Linked DNA regions of Bombyx mori: region 2 is linked to region 1. Evidence: chromatin contacts called from public Hi-C data. All regions are on one chromosome and are shown on one strand. Each heading gives the region's core, a stretch centred on a gene start, on an enhancer-like site or on the middle of the called end of the contact. The rest is flanking DNA. Distances are from core to core; before and after follow the strand shown. Region 1 has its middle 25 kb from the start of LOC119629723. Region 2 overlaps LOC101736914 (homeobox protein cut).

Region 1 (7,519 bases), core at 2,545-5,044:
AAGAGAGACCACCGAAAATCCCCGTTTTTTTTTTTTTTGCTGTTTTTGAACGTAATTCAAAAACATTGCCCGCGGTTCGAGTTCGTCAAATATTACAAATATTTTTCGGTTCAACGTTTTGTTGATAACATTTTTTTGTTTCTCGCGTTACCTCGTTTTAGGGGATGTTTGGAAGTTGAAAGTTTTCGCCCGAGACGAGCTATAGACGAGAGTCTTAAAAGGAAAGTTTGGCTGTTTTTTTTTTTCACCGGACCACTTCTCGAAATTTTAATTGCTAAAAAATTCGCGCAAATAATTTCGATGTCGCCTCATACTGACACGAACATGAAAATTAAGCTACAAGATACAGACATAGAGATGGTTCAGCAAAATGGCAATCCTATCGAAAACTACAAGATAAACAAAACGAAATTAGTGCCTAATTTATGTAACTCTTACCGCCAATAGTACGCTAAACTGTACCCACAGACTAACTACTTTTACAGCTTACTTCCACGTTAATTATTTGACATCATTGACAATCTTTTTAGGAAGCTTAGTGTCGCATGAGCTATGGAGAGAGCTATGCTTGATATTTTTCTATGAAACCCAATCAAAAATGAAGAGATCCGTAGAAGAACCGAAGCTGCTGACATAGCCCATAGGGTTAGCAAGCTGAAGTGGCAGTGGCCGGTCACATAGCATGAAGATCGGACGGCCGATGGGGCAGAAAGATCTTCGAGTGGAGACCACGTACTGGCAAGCGCAGTGTGGGACAACCCCCTACCAGATAGACCCACGACCTAGTGACAATCGCTGGGTCACGTTGAATACAGGTGGTATTGAATCGGCCGCACTGGAGATCAGTTGGAAGAGGTGCAGCAGTGGGCAGTGGAAAGGCTGAGATGATGATGCTGATGATTGAAAATTAATTTAATGATGATTGAACTAAATATCTACAATGAAAAACCACTATTTACTGACATTAACTAAACACGTTTTAACTAAACAGGATCTGATAGAAGCATTCGAATACAAATGACAGTTTAAATAATTAGTTGCAAGTTCCCGACTTACTCTCAAGGGGGCTCCGTGTCAACCTGTAAAGTACATGTGTCTACAGCACTTACCAACAGGTGGGAAGCGACATATTTAAAGGCGTGTTTGAATGGGGCTCAGTTACTTGTTACTTGATGATTTAATTGCCCCTCTAACTAGACTTAGCTCATGGACTAAATCGTATGATGAGCACAAATCAGTCAAACGCTCTTCAATACTAACCACTATTGCAGTTTTTTAGTTCAATGGTGTTGCTCAATCTATATCTACCGTGAAAAAAATCTCAATTACTATTGTTCAGAAAAGATCTTAAACTTTCAAAGAGTAACTCCCAATTTGCGGCAGGAAATTAAACATTATATATTATATATGCTAGCTTACTTACCAATCACAACTATGCTACCGTACACTTTTGCATTTCATATTTTATATCGCATAGATGCAGACATGTGCTCAACAGTGGGACGAAAGTTATAAATATGAGGTAAGAATATAGGTATATTATTTCTCAAAATTCAAACTACTTAATTCCGTGTTCTAATTCTTAGTTAGTATAGTGGTTTGGGCGTGAAAATGTATTGGTCAAAGTTTTCTATTCACAATATTAGCATAGGTGAGCCTATGAAAACTGCGAAGGGCTTAAAGTCGGCACAGTCCATGTGAAAAATAATAATTTACAAATATCTTTGCAATTTTGAGCGATATGTTTAAGGCAACCTTGTTAGGAAAACGTTTAGAGTATAGAAAGATGGGCGTTCATTCTTAAATATCAAGTAATACTATATTTTGCCACAATGCTAATTTGAAGGATATTAGCAGTAAGCTCCTTCCACCGCTTAAAGTCTTTGGATAACTAATCTATATATATATATATATATATATAAATGAATTGCTGTTCGTTAGTCTCGCTAAAACTCGAGAACGGCTGGACCGATTTGGCTAATTTTGGTCTTGAATTATATGGGAAAGTCCAGAGAAGGTTTAAAAGGTAGATAAATATGAATTAAATAAAAATAACAATTTTGTTTTTCCTTTAATGTGTCCCTCGTCGGACGGATTCCTTTGTTTATTTTAAGTTTATTTTATACAGAAGCTTAGGTCTTTTATTTATGGATTGAGGCACTACGTAGTCTGCCGGGTCAGTTAATATGTAATAAGAAATAATATTTTATTCACTGTCAGCTCCAGTGTTTAGTTACTCGCACACAAATGCTCAGTGGATGCAAACGGGTCATAAATCTTAATTTAACTCACATCGGGAATAAAGTGGATTCAACATAGTTCGAAGAGAGTTCGATCTATCTTAAATTCTAGTTCCAGCAGTAGATTTTGATCCTTCAGGTTACAATGTGATGTTACTGTAAAACATTTTTTTTTTATTTATTGCTCAGATGGGTGGACGAGCTCACAGCCCACCTGGTGTTAAGTGGTTACTGGAGCCCATAGACATCTACAACGTAAATGCGCCACCCATCTTGAGATATAAGTTCTAAGGTCTCAGTATAGTTATATTTATTTAATCTTTTATCACTCTAGTTTGATGCGCTCAGGGTCCACTTGATGTTAAGTGGTTACCAGAATCCACAGATAGTACATGATAATTGCCGCTAATTACCTTGATTTTTTTTTTTTAAATGGGAATTATATATTTATTAACTCTCACGATCTTGTGGTATGATGCGTGTGTCTTAAGTCCTAGCAGTGGCAGCTTCGAAAGGTGGTAGATGAGAGTAGTATATCTGTTTAATGATTCGATTCAAACGCTATAACTCTGATAATAATAATAAATACCAAAACCAGATAGACAAAGTTTATTTTTATTTTTATTGCTTACATGGTTGGACGAGCTTACACCTGCTCCTGCAACCTGGTGTTAAGTGGTTACTGGAGTCCATAGACATCTACAACGTAAATGCGCCATCCATCTTGAGACGTAATTTCTAAGGTCTTAGTTTTACAGTACCACGGCTGCCCCACCCTTCACACCGAAACGGATTACTGCTTCACGGCAGAAATAGGCGGGATGGTGGTACCTACCCGTGCGGACTCAAAAGGTCCTACCACCAGTAAAAAGTTCTATTAGCATCTAAATAACACCTTTTAAACTAATAGTTAGGCATAATTTACAATAATAATCCATTCCAAAGCAACACATACTTAATCCACAATAATAAAAAACTTGTTTATTTATTTGCACCTAATGCTGTTACGTTAAGAACTATATTTCAATAGCAAATAATCTTGATAATCTCAAATTATTTATAACCTCATATACGGGAGAAATAGTTCTTATTTCGTTTACGATTAAGTTGATTTTAAATGAGTTCCTTAATTTTGTTGACTAAAATACTAATGCTCATTTAATTGTAGCTTTTTTTTGTTTCCGATAAACGAAGCTTCAGGTTTTGTTGCTCGAAGCGATTGCTATGAATATCGGGGTAGACTGAACTAATTACAGAGCTTTGATGCTTAATAATTAAAGATAGGCTTGTCAATTGTTATTACGACATTTTGGTGCCAAAAGCATCTTGAAACATCCGTTGCTTGGATTATGAGATGTATGTACCTTTTTTTTGGACGGGGGACCGAACCTCCTGCAATATCCCCGCATCTTAAAAATATGTCGGACTGGACGGTCCCTAGATGTTGGGAGTGGACTGCGGGCCCTAGGGATGGAATTTAGGGTCGTATCAACTAAACGACTCCCCCTCAGCACTCTCGCCCAAGCGTCTAATTCACGCGAGGTCAGAACCTGGGTGGCATAAAGGGTTACCGCGATCTATAGTTACTACACTTGCTCAGTGCAAGAACACTTGCTAGTACAGTAGAACACTAGCTAGGGCTAGTATTAGCAAGTCCTCCTAAGTTGAGATCCGTGGGTTCATCTACCAAGCCGTGCGTAGCTGCAATAGCTTCATAAGCTGCCAGCGATTATCTAGGGAAAAAGTCAACTCTGGACAAGGCCTATATGCAAGAAGGACAACCTGAAACATACTTTATGTTTATGAGACTTAAAATTGAATTTAAAAGAAAGTTAATATTACTGTTATTAATTATTTATTTGATTTATAAACAACGATATTTTAAATTTAAACTCTGCATTCAGTTCTATGTTCTTCGAAGACGCATTACTTTAAATAAAACACAGATTTTAATCGGTTCACGTTCCGCCTGTATCCGAGAGCGTAATTTTTACCTCTCCGCTCACATCTGAAACACGAGGATTAATGATCCGACGCGTCTAGTCATACGGTTCCGCCGAATGCCGTAAAAACGCTATGCGCAATTCGGTTTCAGTTCGTGATGTAAGAAAAAATAGATGCGGCATATATTTGTCAAATCTAGACTTAACTAAGGCATAGAGATAAAGGATTAGGCACATCCAAGACTTCACATATTATCGAAGTTACATCTAGAATGATGTAAACATGAGATTGAATATTAGATAGTCTGTCGTTACAATGCTATCAACTATTCGACTAGTTCCGAATTTGAAGAAGAATGTCCGTTTGTTTTGTATGGCCGTGCTTCAAAAGTTGTAATAAATCATTAAGCCCAAATATAAGAGATAATCGTAAGTGTTTAAACGTCAGCTTAAAGAAACCTGGTAGTGGGAAATCGCCACATCTATGAGCATTCCTTTCGTGTTCCCTAAACGCCCGACCTTTAATTGCTCTCATCTTGATACGGCTGGTATATCGAGCGGCAAAATGGGTTTTTCGCTGCGGTAATCGCTGGCAACTTTGTACGCCAAACATTATCGGATTTGTCGGTCGGTACCCGCGTAGAGCCGGCGACATTACGAACCGCCGGCGACATTATGTCGAACGATTCTCATCATCGAATCCGGTTTTGTTTTACGTTTTTTGAGGCGAACATGTTCAAGGGAGATTCCTTAGACTCTACAGAATGAGGGTGAATAGTGAAAGCTTCATCTTCTTCATCGCCTCATTGGTCTATAGGGTAAATCAAACCCGCAAAACTATAATTTGCGTAATTACCGGTGGTAGGACCTCTTGTTAGTCCGCACGGGTAGGTACCACCGTTCTGCCTATTTCTGCCGTGAAGCAGTAATACATTTCGGTTTGAAGGGTGGGGCAGCTGTTGTAACTACATTGAGAACTTATGTCTCGAGGTGGGAGGCGCATTTACGTTGTAGATGTCTATGGGCTTCAGTAACCACTTAACACCAAGTGGGCTGTGAGCTCTTCTACCTATTATCTAAGCAATAAATAAAAACATTACCTACTCTGACTAGCTGATGTACTTTGAACTCCAGGTTAAACAATTCTAGATGCTCAAAATTCGGTGGATTCTTCTTTTAGTTTGGTTGCAAGCAGCAGACTTGAGGTTTGATGGCTTTAGAAAAACGTAGAAAATGTAGAAACTTATAGTCTATTAGTTGATGGACCGAAAGACATTCAAAGTGCTTTGCTTCACACATTGCAACTTATTGTGTCAAAGAAGAAAATTTAGGCTAGCACGTGTCAGCTAGCAACCGGCTTTTAAGACAGTGATTACCAGAATCCATAGACATTATGTCTTGAATGCTTACATCGCGCATTGAGACATGCAGTCAATTCCTCAATTTCATTGTTTGTTTAAACCCAAATGCTTTCCCGCACCAGATTAAGCTATTCAGTGATAATCGATTGTTGTAAAGAATCACAAAAAAACTAAAAAAAAATTTTCAAATATAAAAAAAAACGTTCCAAAAAATTAGAAAACAAAATTAGCCGCAATTAAAACTGTCCTTTTTTTTTTGTTTTACCGAAACATAACCAACGAAGCGTGACGCCCAAGGCACCACCACCCGATGCATGCCCAAGTAATTACACGCCGAGACCAAATAATGATTGAACGGTATCCAGGAGAGCTTTTTTTTATTTTATAAATCGTCGACATGGAACATGAAATCTGTTCATGAATTCGAATCAACAAAAAAATAAGCAGGTTCCTAGTTTCATCCGTTTCTATTCTCTAAGTTTTTTTTATTGCTTAGACGGGCGGACGAGCTCACAGGCCACCTGGTGTTAAGTGGTTACTGGAGCCCATAGACATCTACAACGTAAATGCCACCACCCACCTTGAGATATGAGTTCTAAGGTCTCAGTATAGTTAAGTGTTATGCTTAAGCCACTAAGTGAGATTGTTACGCCATCTAATAGGAATGATATTTGGTTTTGCTTACAGCCGGTTTCCGAAGCCATGTACAAAATTCGGAGACTGATACATTCCTGCAACAGAGCAACGAACAATATGCTCCCGACCTTAAGTCTGCCAGGGTAAACCAATAAAAAGTATGACCTCTTTTTTTTTCATTGCTTCAATGGTTGGACGAGCTCACAGCCCACCTGGTGCCAGGTGGTTACTGGAGCCCATAGACATCTACCATGTAAATACGCCACCCGCCTTGAGATATGAGTTCTAAGGTCTCAAGTATAGTTACAACGGCTGCCCCACCCTTCGAACCGAAACGCATTACTGCTTCACGGCAGAAATAGGCAGGGTGGTAGTACCTACCCGCGCGGACTCACAAGAGGTCCTACCACCAGTAAGACGTCACACCGGTAGCTCGCTGGCACTAAGCACATAAAACTGTAACATTAATCTGAGACGAGATCTTTATAACTGTCACATTACGTACGTACGTATGTGGATAATGTTAGTCATTTTAACCGATTGCAACAGAAAGAGGTCCGTGTTATTTGTGGGTTTGTTTATTTTTTGGTATGCTGTGGATGATGGATGATGGACGTTGAAAATCAGGTTTGTCATTTTTTTTAATGTGGGATCGTGGCGAAGGAATTCCGCATTCGAATGCTTGTGGCGTCCTTGAAATAGGACAACAGATCCTGAGAACAGTTGAAGGTGGAGCATTCAATCCTCCTAATGTTTGTCTAATGATTTAAATTCAACCATAATCATAATATCGAATTTTAGATATTTTTGAAGTAAGTACTTCTTTAGGCGCGTTATGAAAAATTGATGTGAGTGAAATATTACGATGCGCGCGCACCGTGACACAAAATTAACAGAAATGAAGTTGTCCACTAAATCGCTCATTACAATACGACCGATGTAACTGGGCGAGTCTGAATATAGCCGCAGGTGAACTTTCCGAACCGTACCGAGAATTACCGAATTTATACCGATGTCAAGAAAAGGGATGTCCAATATGTGTGTTTGAGGATGTTGTTTAATCGATTTTTTTTCAAATTGATAAAAATTTTATTAAAAAAAAAGAAATAAATTTAATAAAAATAAAGTATAGCTTACGCGCGTACATAAGTACATGCACCCTTTTTTTCAAAATACTTATATTATTAACACTAAATTTGACCATCATGTCAATGTGGAGTCTATCCAACTCCTCGACAACACAAACTTAGTATGAAGACTCAAGACGACTAACCCTTTTGGGTTAGTGTAATATTAATTCAAAACAGTGTTACAGTGATAGTGATTTAACTAAAGAACA
Region 2 (7,519 bases), core at 3,117-5,616, 360 kb after region 1:
GTCACGGAGCACGGGAGACAGGGCGGGTGTGCCCGTGCCGCACGGGCTCAAAGTCGCGTGCTTGCGTCATTCACACGGATTTAATCACTTTTAAAAATCCAAATCCAAGTTAAGATCCGAAGGCGTTTTTATATATGTTGAATATTGGAAATATATTGTGGCCTCGCCAAGTAACGATCTAAGGAATCTTTGGAGGCGATAAACATTAGTCGTGTTCATAGAGCATTTAACAGGCAGTATCAGAGGAAGACAGCGATGTCGTCATACCGATAAAACTTTACTAATAATCTAAAAAAGCAACCCCTTCCTTGCAGCAGCAGAATGGCTTCGAAATATGCGAGCGAATACGTTAACAATATCATTGAAGTCGGCTGTAATATTTCAACGCTCTATTTTAGGCCGACTATTAAACACTAACTGCGCTTAAGACTAATAAAGCGGACACACACTCGCGACAAGCCGCGCCGACTAATGCGCTGCGCCGATACAACAAGTCAACGGCGATACACTTGTAGCTGCTAGAAACGACAAAAATACATCATGCTTGAACGATATTGACAATGAATTACGTTAAATCACTCCATAACACTGCATTTTACTACTGACTCAAACTGGAAACACACTCATGGCATCTAAGACTTCAAATTAACATTCGCTGCAGTCTATAGACATTAAAAACATCAATTTCCTTCTCTTGACTTTAGACATTATATGAAAATCATTAGAAATTTCATTGGCATCACATCTAACATAACCTCATAATTGCATTGCGGCAGAAATTGGCTAGATAACGGAACCGACCCGAGCGAGCCAAACAAGCCCAGAAAAATAATAATGTCCAGCACACACGATTGTTAATAAAATTATCGTCTAGTTTGTACACTTGAGGAGGAAAAGCGAAAGTGAACGCTGTTTGAATCCGAAATTAGCGGCAAAACTTAACATAAGACATGTTTTTATGAATAACATCATATAAACTATAGGCTTAAAGATTACTTGCTTAAATCCATTCGTCCAAAAAATATAATAGTGGTGATTTTCTTAAAAATATTACAAAACAGCAAAATATATTTTTTAGCATTTATTGGTCCATGCGAAGCTAAAAATATCTACAAATAAGATATTGTTTAAAAATTATTTAGCGTGACGAGACGAGACGAACTATAACGGTCATTAATGCGTCGATCGGTGCACAGACAGCCGCTTATTGATTAAAACAGCGATTGATTGCGAAACGACACGCCATCAGGAGCCAGGGCCGCATCGAATACAACGACTAAGGACCGGCTAACGGATTAATACTGGCAACATTGTAACACAGATCCAACTTTTTAGTAAAGTCTTGGTTGTCTCTGGTGATCGATAGTGGATGTACAAGTTTATCAATTAACACATTTAATGTACCGTGGAGGTGGTTGTACTTTTCCATTATTAATCTATTGGTTTATGGTTTTCAAATTACTTGGATTTTTTGTAAACGCAATGAATAGTTACTGTCTTACTTCTTAAAATACGTAATGGATTTCCCTTCTCGTAATTGCCCTGGGGAATCACTACGACACTTCTGTCTTTAAGCCAGGTTTGAAAAAAACTTCTCAGCGGTTGGCCAATGCATATTATTATGTATATGACTGTACTCACAATCACGTGATACAACAATTTGTTAGCTAGAATTATATCATAAAAATCAACGAAACATTATTTGTATTGAGACAAAAAGTCTTCTTAATAAATTAATACCTACATATGTATACATGATATTTGTAATTAATCAGGCTGGGAAGTATTCGATACAGAAGACGACCGCAGTCCGCAAGCGATTATTGAGTTAACCGTTTATATTTACGTTTATATCTGTTATCCACCGAATTAACACGTACATCACATCGGAATAGCGAGTCATTCACGAGCTCTCATTAATCCCCGCTAATTATGCAAGACAACGGAGCAAAGATGTAAGATGGCCGAACACAAATCGTGTCCGCACTGACAGCTTAAACAGGCCATCCCGTGTGACAGAACTGTGATTTAAACAGGCAGGGAAACGTGTGCAATTCATTAACACGAATAATAATTCAGGGAACACTTAATTTCCTATTAAACTGTTGTTTTAAATGCGGCACAACAAAATGGAGATGGGACGGTTTTGGCGCCAAGAATTTCGATTTTGGAATTATTTTGAATTCAGGTCGACCGTTAGAATGTTGCCAATACATATTTTCAATATTCAATGTCACCATTTATTATTTTGTGATTGGTGACCGATCAAATACTTCGCAGGCATATTGCCATGTATGAACAAGTAGACTGATTGATATTTATCGCAACAAGTTTATGAAAAAAGGATTTTAAATAAGTTTCTATCACATTAAACATCGAGCAGTACGCGAAATTAAACTACATATATCGAAAAAGATTATTTGAAATTTGTATCCAACACTTTGCTGCTGCACTTTATGAGCCGAGTGTGTAATTAAGTGTTGGTATTGTTCCCCGGGGGGCGGGGGGCGGGGGGTACGATGACGGTGGAATTCGGTTATTACATTAAAAGACTTGACGCGAACACTTCCCCGGATACCGGTAAAAAGTTTTGTGTTCTCCTGGGAATCGATACAAGCTCTATCCATAGATCCACTTCTACGAGTTACTAATGCATACCTTTGTACAACCGTTGCCAAAACAATTCGACAACGGTTGCCCAGAAAACTTCTAATGTTATAGTATTCAATATTATTTTTAGTAATTGTATAGAAAATAAAATAGCATTGTAAAATCATAATGACAAGGATATTACATACGGTTTAAACTCAGGCTCAAATTTTCTATAAGTTGGCGGTAGTTGGAATAATAAATTATCCATGAAAATTTTAAAGTATTGAAAACGTCAGAAATTGTAATATAAAATAGAACACAAAGTAAGACTCGTGATATCCGGATTCTGGGTTCATTCGGCCGACACGTCAGCTGAAGCGAATACAATATGATCATGACCCACAGTTTGTTGTTTAAGCTGTCAATAACAAACAAAATAATGAGTTTTGTTTCAAACTAGCTTCTGCCTGCGACTCCGCTTGCGTGGAATAGTTACTTTGGCATAACGCTAAATTTTACCCCCACTTCATTTACGTAGAAAGTTAAATTATTTTGGAATTATAGAATGTTAAGGAGCTAGTTTGAAACCCCTATTTTGAAACATTATTTATTGGTGCTCCACTTGTATTGGCCTTCCTCAATAAATGAGCTATCTAACACTAAAAGAATTTTCCAAATCGGACCAGTAGTTCCTGAGATTAGCGCGTTCAAGCAAACAAACTCTTCAGCTTTATAATATTAAGTATAGATAGATTTACAAATTCCAGAAAAAAATCGAATAAATAATATAAAATGTAACTATGAATGTGCACTCGGCGCTCAGACAAAATTGATTATCGAATCTAGTTAAAAACTACGGACGTTTGCGAGAGAGAGCCCTCCTCTCTCATAATCAAACTACACGCTATTATTGCTCTCTCTACTCTCTTAATATTTACAGCATTCAGGTTTTTTTTATGTCCAACTCGCGCTAGGCAACCTCATCAGGTACATCCAAGTCGTCCATCATACGTCATTTTCAAATCAGAATCGTTTTGTGGGAGATATATAGTCAGAGCTGCTCTAACTAGCCGCGTAACTAGCTTTAATGTTTAAAAATCACAATCGAAATTTTTCTTAGAATTCATTCTGATTACCTTTTGAAGATAATAAAAAAGAAGCAATTCCAAATCTACAAAACTTGTGAGGGTACTAAACGTTATCCTGAATTTCCTCCGGCATAAAACGAAATTCACAAAAGTAGATTTTTTAAGACTTTTCTATGACACATTTAAACGGTTTTTTTTTAAAGTTATTTTCGTAAATACTTATGAAATCATATGATTAACATGAACAGGAGAGAAGCGATAGTGTTACATTTTATTACACTTTTACGATGTCGCTGTGGATTTATTTAGTTTTTATTTTTCCGTTCGAAGCGTTTACTTGTAACGCTCCTCGGGTCGTTTGGTTTGAGACCGGGCACGCCCTGGAAATATTTTCTAAGCTCAGTTCTATTAAGAGCAATTATGTTTTAGATCGTTTACTATAATTTTCTAAAACAAAAGCACATTTTTGGCGAAAAAAAAACTGAATTTTCTTTTTCTTGGTTCGCCTTTCATTTGTACAACGAGTCGCTTCAAATCGCGAGGTTGTTAGTACGGAAAACACAACTCAACTGAAGAAAATTGAAAACAATGTCACTCGTTCAATCTCAAAGCTGCTACCGTTCGCTTGAAGAGCGCGCACCGTACCGGTGTGATATCAAATGTGTTTTCCTTAAAGTACATAGAATCGTTACAAAAGTATTTGCTGTGCGTCACAGAATCGTTGTGATTCTCTCCGGTATTGAATCAATTGTGGTCGGTGCCCCCGGCGCGGTAGATTGCCGGCAGACACGCGATCCCGATCACCGGGCCCTCCTCACGCAATGACCCGGCGATAGAAAGCTCGCTGTACTAAATATATATCATTAAATAATTTTCAACTATTTTTTTACAAAGCATCCAACATCATTTCGACTGTCGTTCAATAATCTCTTGGCTACTTTTCTCCCACGTATAATATCTGTTCATTCGGCATGTCGTATACTGGACATCTAATTTCCAGCGCGCTATTTGCTTATGCAACTATTTCTTCTTCTTTTGCATCGCATTAACAATTCAAATAGGCCATTTTTTAATGGTTTGCGACACTTTCGAGCGGCCCTGACGTCCGTCCGCGCCGGCGACTCGAATGCAAATAAGCATCGATCGCGCGAGTGACGTACCGAGCGAGCACTTCTCACCCCTTTCTTACGACTACCCGCCAACTTGATTTACAATCCCGGAAACACGTTCCCCATTACGATCCTACATGTTCCTTTATATTATTTCAATGGCATTTTTTACTATGTCACAATGACAGAGTAATTTAGGGCACCTCCCTCTGTACCTTCGGAACGTTCTGAATATTCATACGACTCGTATTAATCAATAATGGTCACGAAGGAAGTACGATTCGCGTGTCCGCACGCGACCTAATGTCGCATAAACAAATAATTTCTTCGTTTTTATCGTTATCCCTGAATTATGTTATTGCCACTCGAATTTACACTTTCCCTGGTTTCCCGGCGACCTGCAACTCGCTCCGAAGCGATCAAACAACGACCGATAAATTTAAAACTTCCGTGACCGGACGACGTTAATTGAGCGCCTAGTTTTTTTTTATATTCTTCAAAAATGCTCATCGTAATGACCACATAAAAACAGATATTATTTAGTTCTTCATAAAACATCCGAATAACATACAAGTCGCGGGAACTGAACTAGATTGATCACAACAAATTAGTGTATAGATGAGTAAATACTATTGAGCAGCGTATCGAGCGCCATGTTGCCGATGGTGACGTGCCACAAAATGGCGTTTGCGATCTCGTCACGATCTAGTGGAAACAACCTCAGTTTTTGACAATTCTCTGAGGCACGTCGCGGTAATTGTCCGCGGGCCGTTTACTGAATAACAAAATGTCTGCAACAAGATCAAAGGCATTAATAGACGTGTGTTGAAATTTATTGACGTACCGTGTGTCGAAGGATATATACTTACGTTACACGTATATGCAAATTACTGTATGTTTCTCTCCGTTTTATATTACGAAATATATTTTACATATGCCACAATGATCTGCATATTTAATTCAGAAAAAGAAGGTTTTTTTCTATCTCCGCTATAGTTATAAAGTTTCAAATAAAAATTTAAGCTAAATCTAGCGATCGTGTCTGTGAAGCACACAACTGTAATGCCCATAAAACCTAAAGAAACTTATTTATATTGAGTTGTCGCGGTTTGAACGTGCATGGTGTACATGCTAATGATACGATTCTACCATACACATAACGGATGTTTTAACATAATAATCGGATGAGTATCGAATACTTATTTTGTCTGTTATAAATACAAATATTTAAATTAAAATTCGGAACTCGATTTAAACACGGCTTATAACATTTTTATTAACTTATGTTAAGCTATTGTCACACACACACACAGTTTCACTATTCTCTGCAGCGAGTGAGTATCGTACAGTAGAACAACGAGTCTAGCAAAAACTTGAATCGCGTTAACAACATTTTCAAACCTTGTATGTATAAAAATAAAAGTTCCGTGCAACAGCATTCGGACTTTCGCTCTGCCCAGCAGTAACATCCTCGCCGTGAAAGATCTCCTCTTTGTCGTTCTAAAAACTAACAAATGCTATTCAACACAGGAAAACTCATTCCGCGTGACGTTCGGAAGAGTGAACTAACCTCCACTATGTCTGTGCTGCTAGCTAGCCGATAGCTACTTCGAAGATTTTAGATTCTACTAAAAGAAGTCTATATATATATAAATGAATTGCTGTTCGTTAGTCTCGCTAAAACTCGAGAACGGCGGGACCGATTTGGCTAATTTTGGTCTTGAATTATTTGTGGAAGTCCAGAGGAGGTTTAAAAGGTGTAAATATGAAAATGCTCGGAATAAAAAAAAAATACAATTTTGTTTTTCCTTTGATGTGTCTCCCGTCGGACGGATTCCTTTTGTTTGTTTTAAGTTTATTTTAGGTCTTTTATTTATCGATTGAGGCACTACGAAGTCTGCCGGGTCATCTAGTTCTTTATAAAAATGAATTCAATAATTAACTAAAACAACAGAAGGCTACGTATTCACGTCACGTATATAGAGTTATTGTCTAACGTCCGTTACGGGCGGAGCACGACATTATGGACATGTAAGATTATAATCTCGGTTTCTTGGCCATTTTTATAAAACAATTTATTTCCGTCACGTGCTTACTCGAAAGTCGTTAAGATCTCGAATTTCTGTTTCTTTATCAAATAAATAACAAAATTCTCTGTGGACGCGATTACTTATTTTTTTTTAGGAATTTAAATAAAACAAAACGTTCTGAAATACCGACAGCCCAGGGGAAGTTGTTTCAAACTGACAACTCTCAAACTAAAGGAATTGTGCTAGTTGTTCAATGTTTAAACAATTTTATGTGAAACTTAATGGGTTCCGTGTTAAACCCCACTGCAAATTTGAAATTAAAAAACTTGTTATCCACAGAATGTATTCGAGATGGAATCATATACAAAACTACCCTCTCAAAAATATTGTAAGGCTGTACTGTGCCTGGAGTCATTGTCCAATTGTAGTTTTTCTGCGGCAGGCTGCTAGCATACCAGGGTGATCGCAGCCGCAACCTCTTCCGCCATCTCCGACCCAGACGACGGGACAAAGCCGCCGTCTTCCTTAACCAGTCCTGTCTGGTATTTCCGATCCGCTCTAGACGCTTTGTTCTCAGCTCGGCCCCCCAAGTACCAGTCACCGTTCTCGCCGAAGGCTCTCAGTGAGCCGCGATTCGGACCCAGTACTAGATTCAGGAAAGCACTGGCCTTACCAGGGCGAGCGTTAGCAAGTCCTCCCA

What was found. A called contact is a pair of places that touch in the nucleus more often than the background predicts.
Region 2: a Hi-C map of posterior silk gland shows a contact between it and region 1, with 2.2 times the contacts expected there. The contact joins two enhancer-like sites. A contact is called at or near these places in 2 of 7 Hi-C or Micro-C datasets (posterior silk gland and whole pupa).

Annotation. Positions count from the first base shown.
Region 1 is chr16:13,718,872-13,726,390 of ASM3026992v2, forward strand. No RefSeq gene overlaps it. Among protein-coding and RNA genes, the nearest start is that of LOC119629723, 25 kb to the right of the region's middle. Within about 2 kb of position 3,795, at least 1 of the 8 cell types and tissues checked has open chromatin away from gene starts, as enhancers often do.
Region 2 is chr16:14,080,550-14,088,068 of ASM3026992v2, forward strand. All of the region lies in intron 5 of LOC101736914 (homeobox protein cut), which reads left to right. Among protein-coding and RNA genes, the nearest start is that of LOC101740625, 16 kb to the right of the region's middle. Within about 2 kb of position 4,367, at least 1 of the 8 cell types and tissues checked has open chromatin away from gene starts, as enhancers often do.